Linked DNA regions of Mus musculus: regions 1, 2 and 3 are each linked to region 4. Evidence: chromatin contacts called from public promoter capture Hi-C data. All regions are on one chromosome and are shown on one strand. The core of a region is the stretch at or near the end of the contact, and the rest is flanking DNA. Distances in the headings are between cores, read along the strand shown. Region 1 has its middle 13 kb from the start of Tent5a. Region 2 holds the start of Irak1bp1 (interleukin-1 receptor-associated kinase 1 binding protein 1). Region 3 has its middle 27 kb from the start of Gm25125. Region 4 holds the start of Ttk (Ttk protein kinase).

Region 1 (2,794 bases), core at 109-2,608, 1.5 Mb before region 4:
GTACATGAGACTCCACAGTCCAGACTGCATTGTGAGAAAATTCCACAAAGCTTGACTTGGAATCTCAGAGAGAAGGAGGCCTAAATAAACGTTAAGATTTAAGATTTCCTCCTGTACATGAAACCTTTTGGGAAGAGCCAATATTCTAGAAAGGCAGTGTCTCACTGAAAGGGGGGTGAATTACCTACTGGTCTATTCCAATAGTCTTTACAAGGCCTCTGAAGTCAATACATTCCCCTGGTTGTATACCATTTTCCTATGCTAATGGTTCAATCTTATTATGGTTTTATCATTTAAAAGTTACTGTAAGTCATATCTAAAAAAATAACTAGTGAATAAATATAAGAACTATTATCTTATTTATTTGTCTCAGTGCTATGGTAAAACACACAGCAATTGAAGGGAGGGTTCCTTTTGGCTCACTCCTGAAGGCTCAGTACCTTCTGCTGAGGAGTCCTGGAGTCAGGAGTTTAAGGCAGCTGGTCACATTGGATTCCTAATCAGGAAGCAGAAGGAGATAAGTTGTTGGTGTTTCACTGACTCTTTCCTTTTGATCTAGTTCAGGACCAAACCCCAGAGAATACTTCCACCCACTTTTAGGATGGGTCTTCACATCTCAGTAAAACTCATCTAGATAACCCTTCAGAAGCAGTCCAGAGGCTGCCTTTACCATGATAATCTTTCCCAGGCATGTCCAGAGGCTAACCTATTCAAGATAATCCCTCCTGGGCAGGCCCAGAGTCTTGATTCTTTGGAGATGCTAGATTATGTCAAGTCAACAATTAATCTTAACCTGCAGTTTTATGGTGCAATAAACCATAGTACACAAACCTGTCTCTTCCCTCATGGTTGCCTTTCCTAGCTAACTCTACTCAATCTTTGTTGATTCCTTCAATTTAAGTTGCTTCACAACACAGATGTGTACTTGTGTGGATACTTAGATGCATGAAAACAAAAGGAAATGCTAGAAAATAGTGCTATGACTTTGCATGCTTAACACTGTACATTAGTCTACTTTATTGGTGTTTCTAGGTTTAAAAAAAGCATTCAAAGGACTGCATAATCCTTATAGACTATGATCTATGATATGAAATCCAAACTACAGTCATCCTTTATACTCATATACCAACACTGACCATGTAGTAAGTGGTCTCCTTTGTATTTTTCCTCCTCTCCATTCCCAACAGCATTTAGAGGCAAGTGTGATCTCTAAAGCTAAATCCTTTCATTCCCTTGTTTATAGTCAGTCACCAGTGACTCTTTGACTCTTCACTACAACCTCTGAGATCTGACCTTTGACTTTCGTTCTAATCTAATCTCCTGTCACCACCCCCTTCCTCTGGGTGCTCTGTCTCCAAACAGTTTGTTTCAGTTCCTCTAGTATATCAGATTGTTGCCTGACTGAGTACAGATTGCGCCCTAGGCTAGGACTACGCCCTAACTTCTCTTTTAGTTCTTGGTGGTTGTTGTTGTTGTTGTTTCCTGCTCTTTTCTTTTTTTTTTTTTTTAATGTGGCTAGGCATTTCTTGATCTTTCTGGTTTAAGCAGATAATCCTTTTTAAATTAATTATCTATCTCATCCCATTATCAAATATCAACCACACTTAGAAACACAAGGAAAATATATGTTAGCCAGAAAACTGCTCAAGTCATGAGCAAGGTCTCCACTGGCAAGGAAATAGTCTTTTGAGGCAGGATCACACTCATTTTAGGATCAAGAACTTGGACTTGACAAATGTGACTTTATAGGATTCATCATGTCTGTAATGACTACCTTTCCATTTATGGTTTAACATTAAAGCCACTTTTATTTTGAAAAATTCTACATGTCACCATTTTTGCCGAGATGGATGAAGAAAAGGTAGGGTTTAGTTTCACAGAAGCTAAAGACTACCAGGTCTTAAAAGTTGCAGCAGCAGCAGTAGTACTAGTAGTAGTCAAAGCTATAGAATCCTGCATGCAGAAAGGCAGTGGTCAGAGATTGCTGGTAGAGATAGCTCCAACACTGGAGGTTCTAGTGACGTAATGTTGTTGATTCAGAACTTAATTAGAGGGTATGCACATTCTTGAACCATTCATACCCTAGCTTGGGGGGATTGTCCTGAGGTGAAGGTTATGGATAACTTCCTTGCTTTGCACAAGGATAGTGCTGTTGAAGGACCCATAAGTTCTTTTGTTCTAATGACTAATAGCTACTATTTGTGTCCCAGCAATTCCAGGTCCATAAGGACATTATCTGTGTACTCCTGACCAGCAGACACCTGAATTTATGGAGATTCAGAAATATATCTGCCTTTGAGTTCAAGAAAGACTTAGTCAGTCATCCATTGGAGGGAGCACAGGATCCCCAATGAAGGAGCTAGAGAAAGTACCCAAGTTTGCAGCCCCATAGGAGGAACATCAATATGAACTAACCAGTACCCCCCAGAGCTCCTTGGGACTAAACCACCAATCAAAGAAAATACATTGTGGGACTCCTGGCTCCAGCTGCATATGTAGCAGAGGATGGCCTAGTCGGTCATCAATGGAAGGAGAGGCCCTAGGTTCTGTGAAGGTTCTATGCCTCAGTATAGGGAAATGCCAGGGCCAGGAAAGGTAGTGGGTGGGTTGGGGAGCAGGCGGAGTGGGGAGGGGGCAAGGGATAGAGTATTTTCGGAGGGGAAACTAGGAAAGGGGATAACATTTAAAATGTAAATAAAGAAAATGTCTAATAAAAAAGAGAAGGATTTAGAAAAGGCAACTTTACAAGAATATTAAGATGAATGTCCTGAGAGAGAACTCATCAGAGACCAAG
Region 2 (2,700 bases), core at 23-2,522, 1.0 Mb after region 4:
TGATTTGTTCCACAGACATGTCTAGAAAGTAGAAATATTTCACCTATGACACCTACATACATTGACTTAAAAAAGTTAAAACTAAAAAGGTGGAAAATTTGGGGTAGGCGATCATTATAAACCATAAATAGATGCTAATAAGTACATTGAAGAGCCACTCCACACAAACCTTTGATTGGATGGAAGCAGTTCAGGCTCCTCACCGACCTATTTCAACATGCAGAATAAAAACTACCAAAGTGTGTGTATGGGGAGGGGGGGTGGGGGGAGGGGGGAGGAGAAGGTTCAACATTCTACTTATGCAAACATTTACATGTAATTTTTCAAAAAAACATTTCATCACTCTAATCTTAATAACAAAACCACTGTAGCAAACATCACCAGATAAAAACCTACCCAACCACGGGCGTGGTGGCGCACGCCTTTAATCCCAGCACTGGGGAGGCAGAGGCAGGCGGATTTCTGAGTTCGAGGCCAGCCTGGTCTACAAAGTGAGTCCAGGGCAGCCAGGGCTATACAGAGAAACCCTGTCTCAAAACAAAAACAAAAACAAACAAACAAAAACCCTACCCAACCTGCATTCCTGATTTCAAGTTCGCTGCGGCCCATAACGGCTTTCATCTAGATTCTAGAAGGAAAGGTCAAACATCCATTGCGCCCTAGAATGGATCCTGCGGTAACAAAGCATCCCCAAAGGTACAGAGTCACCCGCTCTGCACCCCGTCTCGGAAGTCTCACCTGAAACCCCTGCTGCTGGAGGCTCTGCGTGATGTAGTCCAGGCGGCGACACACACTCTTCTTGGCCTCGGCCGACACCTCCTTGGTGCTGCTCACTCGCACGGTCACCAGCGCTCGGTCGGGGCTGGCGGACACCTCGGCCGCGCCGCTCACGTGGACCTCACGGGCTCCGGGGTGGGCCTCCGCGACGTGGGGTCGGCGGCCGATCGGCTGCGCCTCCGCGGCCGAGATCGGATGGTTTTCCCGGCCCCGGTCAGCCCAGGGAACCAGTTCCATGAACACCCGCGATGCAGGGGCGGGTTGCAGCGACATAGCTGGGGCAGCTGTGTTGCCATAGCAACGCCAGGTTGATGGCGGGGAGTGACGTTTAGCTGCCGCGCGCTTGCTAGTCCGCGCGGAGGATGCCGGGATGGAGGCGCCGCTGCAGCGTGGAGACCGGGTTTTCCCCCAGGGAAGGAGGCCTGCACACATTTTAAATAGTTACCTCCTCATGGCCTGCAAGAACCGGAGCTGTCTGTCCTGCCCTCGCGGTCAGTGATCACGGGCCTTCCACGTGACCAGTCGTTCTTCTCCCCTCCCCCTGGGCCGCCTCCATCCCTCAGTCCGCATGGGGATGAAGGCTCTGCGTTTCCAACGTGTGTGATCCCGGTAGCCCTTTCTTCCCGAATTTCACGGTGCCGGGGCGGCCTCCTTCTTTGTGAGACTCCGGTGGTCTTACCCGCAAGTGCAAGTACTTGTTTGGTTCGTGAGGAGTTTCTCTTCAAATAAACTACGTTTTGCTCGTGAGAGTTTGGACACTATGGGGATCCTCGAGTGCGTTTTTTTCCAGGACACTGTTGATTTTTTTCCCCCACAACTGCTGTTTGTTTATTAGAGGCCCGCTGAATGTAGAGTGTTGGCATGTGGAAAGACAGAGAAAACGGGGGGGTGGGTGGGGGTGGGTGGGATGTTGTTCGTCATAGCTACAATCTTTAGAAAGAGTGTCAGTGTCAAATTCTAAATGTCTTGGAGTAATTCTGGTCTTGAGCCTGGACATCAGCGTGAGCAATGACAGGCATGTCATGTACTTGTCTGTTATAGCTTCCTCTTCCCCTTTTGGAGACAGGGTCTCAGTATGTAACCCCGACTGGCCTGGAATTTACCTTGTTGACCAGACTGACCTCGAGCTTGCAGAAATGCAAGGTTTCGACCCATTTCTTGACAGCCATTATAATGAAAAGCTGTACGTGCCCTCTCCAAGCCCTCCTATTATAGTAATTTTCCTCAGCACACCCTACTGTCTCTCTTTTCTTTCCTCTTTCCCCTTCCCCGCTTCTCCCTCTGCTCTAGAGTGCTGGGGTTCAAACCACACCTGGCCTATAGTCATTTTCTTAATGTCTTGGTGATGACAGCTCGTCTGATTCCTGTTAGAATTTTATTAACAGAATGGGAGGAGAAAACCTTGGGGGCAGGGATGTAGGAAGTAGTTTTTTATAGGAACTTGAAAAAGTCTATAGTCTTTGTGATTTTTCCTCAAATTTTTAAAAAACCAGTATTTTAATTCAATAATTTAGCTAGATCAAGTGGTAATCTCTTTGTTTGGTCCATCATTAGGTCAACATAATTGTTTAGTTTGAAACTTATTGTCAGATAAGAATTATATATATGTATATATGTGTGTATATATATATATATATATATATATATATATATATATATATAATTATAATTTAAGAACTTTCCACCATATAACCATATATGCATACAGGCATATATGCATATTTTACAACTCTAGGCAATGAAAATACCTTTTAAAATTGGAGGAATTTCTTTGTTCTTTTTGGTGGACCGCAGGGATTGAACTGAGGCCCCCAGGCTTGGGATCAAGTACCTTTGTCAGCCGAGTTGTCTCACTCTGCTAAGTCCGTTTTGGGAGACAGGATCTACTGTCACTGGCATCCAAGATAGGCTAGCTAGCCATCC
Region 3 (2,700 bases), core at 174-2,673, 1.7 Mb before region 4:
GTTTTGGTTCTTTCCTTAAGGCTCTGAGTTGTTTTCTTCTTGAGTTTAATGAACTTTCCTATAGGACAGAGTATTTCACATCCCTAAGCCTAGTCCTTAAAGGAGCTTCCCTCTGGTATAGGATGTTTTATCTCAGAGGAAACTGTTAAACAACACATGATTGCTTTCACATGTAGAAATCAGAATTAAAAATTAAAACTCACGTGAAAGAAGTGAAAGGACTACTAGGAAAGGCAGGGTGTCATGGTACAGGAAGACAGAAACATTTTGGCAGAGGGTTGGGAACTATGGAATGACCAAATCAGGTTATACACATATATGGAAATGTCACAGTGAAACCCATATATACATACATGCATATATATATATATACACATATAAATTGCAATAATAAAAACAAATGACTAAATAAATTAAAATAATGGAAGCATAATTTATTCGTTTAGTAAGCAATGGATCGTTGGCTGCTTACTATACAGGCAGTGTGCTAAGGATTCAGTAAGAATCAAGTGAAGAGAGTCCTTGCCCTGAGACAAGGAAATAATACCTACAAATGCATCATTTAAAATGTTACATGAGGAACGAACCTCCTGCCTTAGAGAGACTGGGGAACATCTAATGATGACTTCAGGAATCAACCAAGGTGTCACAGAAATAGATCCAAGCTGAGGTATTCAGGGTAGGGACTTACAGATAAACAGGAAGCCGAGGTGGGTCATTAAAGATATACATCCAGTAAAGAAGTATGGGATTTCGCCAACGTGGCAGTGAACAAGCAAAAACGTTTTAAACAAGTCTACATGGATCATTTCAAAGAATGCTTGTGCTAGCCCTCCATCTCTGAAAGGACCACAGCCCCAAGGGGGTGATTTATATGTGTGTTTTAATTTGGTGTGGGATTCAGGCTCAGATGTTTCAACTTATCCAAAGTCAAATGTCAATTGAAAATTACTGTTTACAGAGTAAACTGCCTTTTTAGTTGGGATGTGTTTCCTCATGGCTTTAGCTCAGTGAGCACCATAATGTTGGGTCTCTATTTAGATGTCCTGTAGTGGATATGCTCTTCATTTAGAATGTGAGCGGGTAGGCCCTCCTGACCCCTCAGAAGGCAAATGCTGTGAATATTTGTTATCACAAAACCTACATCAGAGATGCACTTTTCTTGCCACCAAAATACTTTTAATGTATTTGTTTACATAAGCTCGTTAACAGAGTCTCATCAAACTACTAAGGTGTCTTAATACCTGTTTGCTTCCACTTTTTCAGAGAAGGATTCGGTGGACAGGTAGTCTGTCTTTAGCTCAAAGAAGGGAGCTGAAGACACATGGGACCAGGAGGTAACACACCGAGCTCCCCAAGGCTCAAATTCTGGAAGTTCCAAATGGGAGGAAATACGATTACATTTGGTTCATTGCACATGACTGAGCTCCAAGACTGTCAGTTGTACAGGGAATCAGCTTTCCTTTGAGACTTCCTGGTTAAGGTGGTTTGTAACAGAGGCCTCTAATGGCAAAAGCTGTCAGATTTTTATTTTTATTTTTGAAAAGGAGATGCAGCTTTTTGTTCATATATATTAAGTCTTACCCTGAATGTTCAATGGACCACTGGGCTTTCTTTCAGTGTGTGAGTTTGTTTTGGTGTGGTGTTTTCCTCTTCAGAGGTGTATGCTAGTTCTGTTTTGCAAAGAGCTTTTTCCATGGAAGAAAATTATGTTGCATGCAAACCAGCACTGGATAGGATAAAGGCAGTCTAGATGTATTCTCTTTTGCTCTCATGACACTTTGATTTCTGAGTTCATGTCTGGCCAGCTGGGAAATAATGCACAGAGGTCAAATGGTTTGAAAGTCTGAGGTGAAGTCCCATGAATAAAGTAAGTTAGAGATAACTTTTAAACCCTGGCCACACTTAATCAGAATATACATAATGACATTATCAGTCTCCTGCTTCTTCAAAATATCCTTTGAGTTTCACTGAATAAAGTTAATAAATGAGGTTAGCACATGCCGGAAAGGCCACTTCCCTCTCTCCTCTTCCTGGTGCATATTGACAATGCCCAAGTATTTATGTTTCATTGACTTGATAAACTCTTAGGATTTTGGAGTATCATCTACTTTGTGAAACTTTAAATATCACTTCTGGAAAAGAAAAAAAGATTACATTCATTTGGATAAGCCAAAATGGCCTGGTCTTCGGTCATTTCTAAGTAGTACAAAAAGAAAGCTATTGTTTTTGTTTTGTTTTGTATTGTTTTGTTTTGTTTTTGTTTTGTTTTTTTTTTGGTGAAATTTTTCTGGAACTGAAAAAAAAACCTGAATATTTTTTAAAGTCAATGAAGTCTGTATGGGTTTAAGATGGTCATCTAGCATCATAATCATAAAGCATATTGCCCAATAACATTTTATAAAGTAGCTAGTACACCTATGAATACCATTAAAGTGTAAAGGAAGACATTTCCCTCAACATTATGAACAGAATCACACTGCTTTGCTTAAACATTTCATTAAGTTTCACACTTACTGTCTACACTCAGGTTTCCAAAACCCTTTGCTATGGAATATTTTGTTAGAAAAAAATTCTGCAGAACCAACTGTTTAAAAGATGATATTTTTTTCACTACATCCCCTCCCCCTGTATTTTGGTGACTGATTTTAGGATTACTTGGAACTTAATTTTAAGCTTATCATGTACAAGCTAGTCTCT
Region 4 (2,700 bases), core at 24-2,523:
GTTTTTGTTTGCTTTTTTAAGCAAAGAAAAAACTCACCCGTGTGATCGGCACAGATTTTAGACAAGCTTAGCTCATCAGTACAGTCTTCATTTATCTTATTTTTAATATCTCTCATTTTGCTCATGATGGAATCAATCGTCACACTGCTGCCAATTAACTCTTCAGCCTCCATTTCTAAATTGTAACTCGTCTTTGGAATAAATAAGATAGAACATTAGTTTTGTAAACATATCTATCTAAATGTAACTGTTATGAGGTAAGTGTTAGTGGCAACTAAATCAAACCAGAGCAACAAAACCCACAAGGACATAGCTTGTAATTTACCAGAACAAAGTTTCAACGAACCAAAAACATCTATTCTTCCCAGTATGAAACAGCATTGAGGTTACACTGTGTGAACCTGGAAGATAATGCTCTCATGACGCTTTTGTGTTTTGAGTAAGGGTGTTAAGTAGCCTAGGATGGCCTTGCTCTCTCTGATTCTGCAGCTTATCTCCTTACATCTCCCAAGCACTAGCTGTACATAGATACACCACCACGTCCAGCTGACGCCTTTGAAAACTTCATTTCACTGAATGTCTTTCTTTCACCTACGGAACGTAAGGAATCCGTTTGGTAATGACAATAAGTTGTCCCTTTGGTCGCCTACCCTGCCAGAGTAAATATTGACATTGCGCGCATTCTGCATCCTTCTACAGATAAGCGACTTTCAGAAGTTTGTCCCAGACAAAGCCCTGATTTGTGCTTTTATCCTTCTAATGCAAGCATCGAGGTACTTGTCACAGTACTGGAGCCCAGGCGCTCCGGTTATCTGCATGAATGTGTTGGTTAATAGCCCACAGTCTGCAGGCTTTCTGTCACTCTGTCTGCCATTCTCCACAACGCAGTAACTAAAGCTCAGAGCCACCGCGGAGTGTTAACAATAAAAATGGGCCCAAAGGAGGGGAGCAAGGGGTTCCCCACCTCCTCCCAGCTCACAGCCACCCACGGGGGCAGGTCTTGAGAGTTACACAATCAGTCCTGACCCGCACGGCGCACCCGCTTCTGGGCCCTGCTCCCCCACCAGCAGCCCAGGACCTACAGGCCGTACCCGCCCGCCTGGCCGGGGGCTCAAGCGCCAGCTCGCTCGCCGCCACCCTCGTCACCCAGCAGCCTCCCGCCGGCCGCAGCCTCTCTGCCATGCCCGCTCTGATGCACCCACCTCTGAAAGCCAAGCTGCAGCCCAAACAGCAGCACCCCAACCCCTCTCCGGAAACACGTTTGAAATTTCCCCGCTGCCTTCCCCGCTACCTCTCATTGGTTACGGCTCGCCACGTGGAAGCGTGGGCCGTGATTGGCTCCTTGCGTCGCACCGCCCCTCCTGCGTTGAGGCCGGACCCACCCACTTCAAGCGGCCCGGGGAGTTACCCGCAGCTGCCGACGCGCTCGCCGTGCTGACCTGCGCCTGTACGGTCAGGGGTCAGGGTCTTTTTCTTTGGTGCTCTCCCGCTGGACCTTGCACTACCCTCCAGGGAGCCCTGGCCTCGCCTTCAACCCAAGACCCGCCCTTCTCTTTGTTAGAATTCTGGTCCCCTCCCTGTCGGGACATCCTGGCTGAGCTCCTTTCTCCGAACCATTCCCCCCCCCCGCCCCCATCCCCGTGATGCTGTCTCAGTTATGAGCTCAGCTGCTCTTAGGAGAAACGCTTCTCTAGGCTTTCTCAATGGTACCCAGCTCCCCTAGCAGACTGTGTGGTCCAGGGGAACGGTTTCATGGGCGAGAAATGGCGCAGATGCTGTGTTTTTGCTCTGGTTTACTCTTGATAGTTTTGCTTTGTGTAAGAAGCTACAGCAGTAGCCAGATCTCTCATCTTCATTCAGTAAGTGATGCCCTCTGTCACAAATTGCTGATACCCAAATCTGTGGATATTCCAAGTCTTTAAATAAAGAGGCATTGTACACACAACCTATGCTCTATTCCTGTATACATTTATTTTCTTTTGGTGGGGGAGGGGAGCTAGTTTGTTTTTGTTTTCGAGGCAGAATCTCACTGTGTGTGTATTCACTGCTGCCACAGAACTGACTCCCTTTGCAGAACAGGCTGGGGTTAAAGGCATGTGATTTAAATCTCCCAGCGTCCTGAATACTTTAAAATTTATCGTCTATGCATCATTTGTAATACCCAGTTGAATACAGAAGTGATACAAATAGATGTTATATAGTGTTACTTAAGAAATATTGACAAGTTGTTCAATAGAGACACAGGAAAAACATATTTTTTTCTCATCTACAGTTGAGTAAATCCATGAATGTAGAACCTATAGACACAGAAGGTTTAATGCAAAGTTAGTCTTTAAAGTATTTTTGGTCAAGCATAAAAGCTGAAAAGCAAACCTTAAAAAGATCAGACTATCTTCATGAAATTTAACTGTAGACTAGAACACAGCTCAGTAATATTTATAGAAATACAAGAAAACTCAACAGGGTTGTCGTTACACTCTTATGTAATTGAAAAAAAAATCACCAGACTTTGAAAACAAGAAAATGTAACTATTAAGGGGGAGGGGGAATAAGGGATCAATTAAAACAGACCAGAAATGACACAGATGACATATTTGGCTAATTAGGACATTAAAATAGTAATGTGTGCTGTATTTTATGCACTCCAAAAACTTAAGAGAGAATTCTATAAACATGTTAAAGAGAAATTCAGAGTGTGTG

Evidence for each region. Promoter capture Hi-C pulls out the DNA fragments that hold promoters and counts their contacts.
Region 1: a promoter capture Hi-C map of the HPC-7 cell line shows a contact between it and region 4, with 5 times the contacts expected there. The contact joins the enhancer-like site here to the promoter of Ttk in region 4. A contact is called at or near these places in 12 of 39 promoter capture datasets (the 3T3-L1 cell line, the HPC-7 cell line, cranial neural crest and 8 more), 2 of 115 datasets of contacts at active chromatin or transcription factors (large pre-B cells and microglia) and 1 of 9 other capture datasets (adipose tissue).
Region 2: a contact with region 4 is called in a promoter capture Hi-C map of pre-B cells. The contact joins the promoter of Irak1bp1 here to the promoter of Ttk in region 4. A contact is called at or near these places in 2 of 39 promoter capture datasets (erythroid cells and pre-B cells) and 1 of 484 Hi-C or Micro-C datasets (regulatory T cells).
Region 3: a contact with region 4 is called in a promoter capture Hi-C map of the HPC-7 cell line, with 10 times the contacts expected there. The contact joins the enhancer-like site here to the promoter of Ttk in region 4. A contact is called at or near these places in 12 of 39 promoter capture datasets (the 3T3-L1 cell line, the HPC-7 cell line, HPC-7-derived erythroid cells and 9 more).

Annotation. Positions count from the first base shown.
Region 1 is chr9:85,339,060-85,341,853 of GRCm38.p6, reverse strand. No RefSeq gene overlaps it. Among named protein-coding and RNA genes, the nearest start is that of Tent5a, 13 kb to the right of the region's middle. Within about 2 kb of position 1,358, at least 53 of the 459 cell types and tissues checked have an H3K27ac peak or open chromatin away from gene starts, as enhancers often do. A contact at or near this core is called in the HPC-7 cell line, adipose tissue and hematopoietic stem and progenitor cells, where this site is marked.
Region 2 is chr9:82,828,378-82,831,077 of GRCm38.p6, reverse strand. It overlaps Irak1bp1 (interleukin-1 receptor-associated kinase 1 binding protein 1), which reads right to left and starts at 1,272. Exons shown (of 4, transcript NM_022986.4): 1 at 739-1,272. The coding sequence starts at 1,050.
Region 3 is chr9:85,497,909-85,500,608 of GRCm38.p6, reverse strand. No RefSeq gene overlaps it. Among named protein-coding and RNA genes, the nearest start is that of Gm25125, 27 kb to the right of the region's middle. Within about 2 kb of position 1,423, at least 5 of the 459 cell types and tissues checked have an H3K27ac peak or open chromatin away from gene starts, as enhancers often do. A contact at or near this core is called in the HPC-7 cell line, where this site is marked.
Region 4 is chr9:83,833,262-83,835,961 of GRCm38.p6, reverse strand. It overlaps Ttk (Ttk protein kinase), which reads right to left and starts at 1,273. Exons shown (of 22, transcript NM_009445.2): 1 at 1,203-1,273; 2 at 38-191. The coding sequence starts at 173.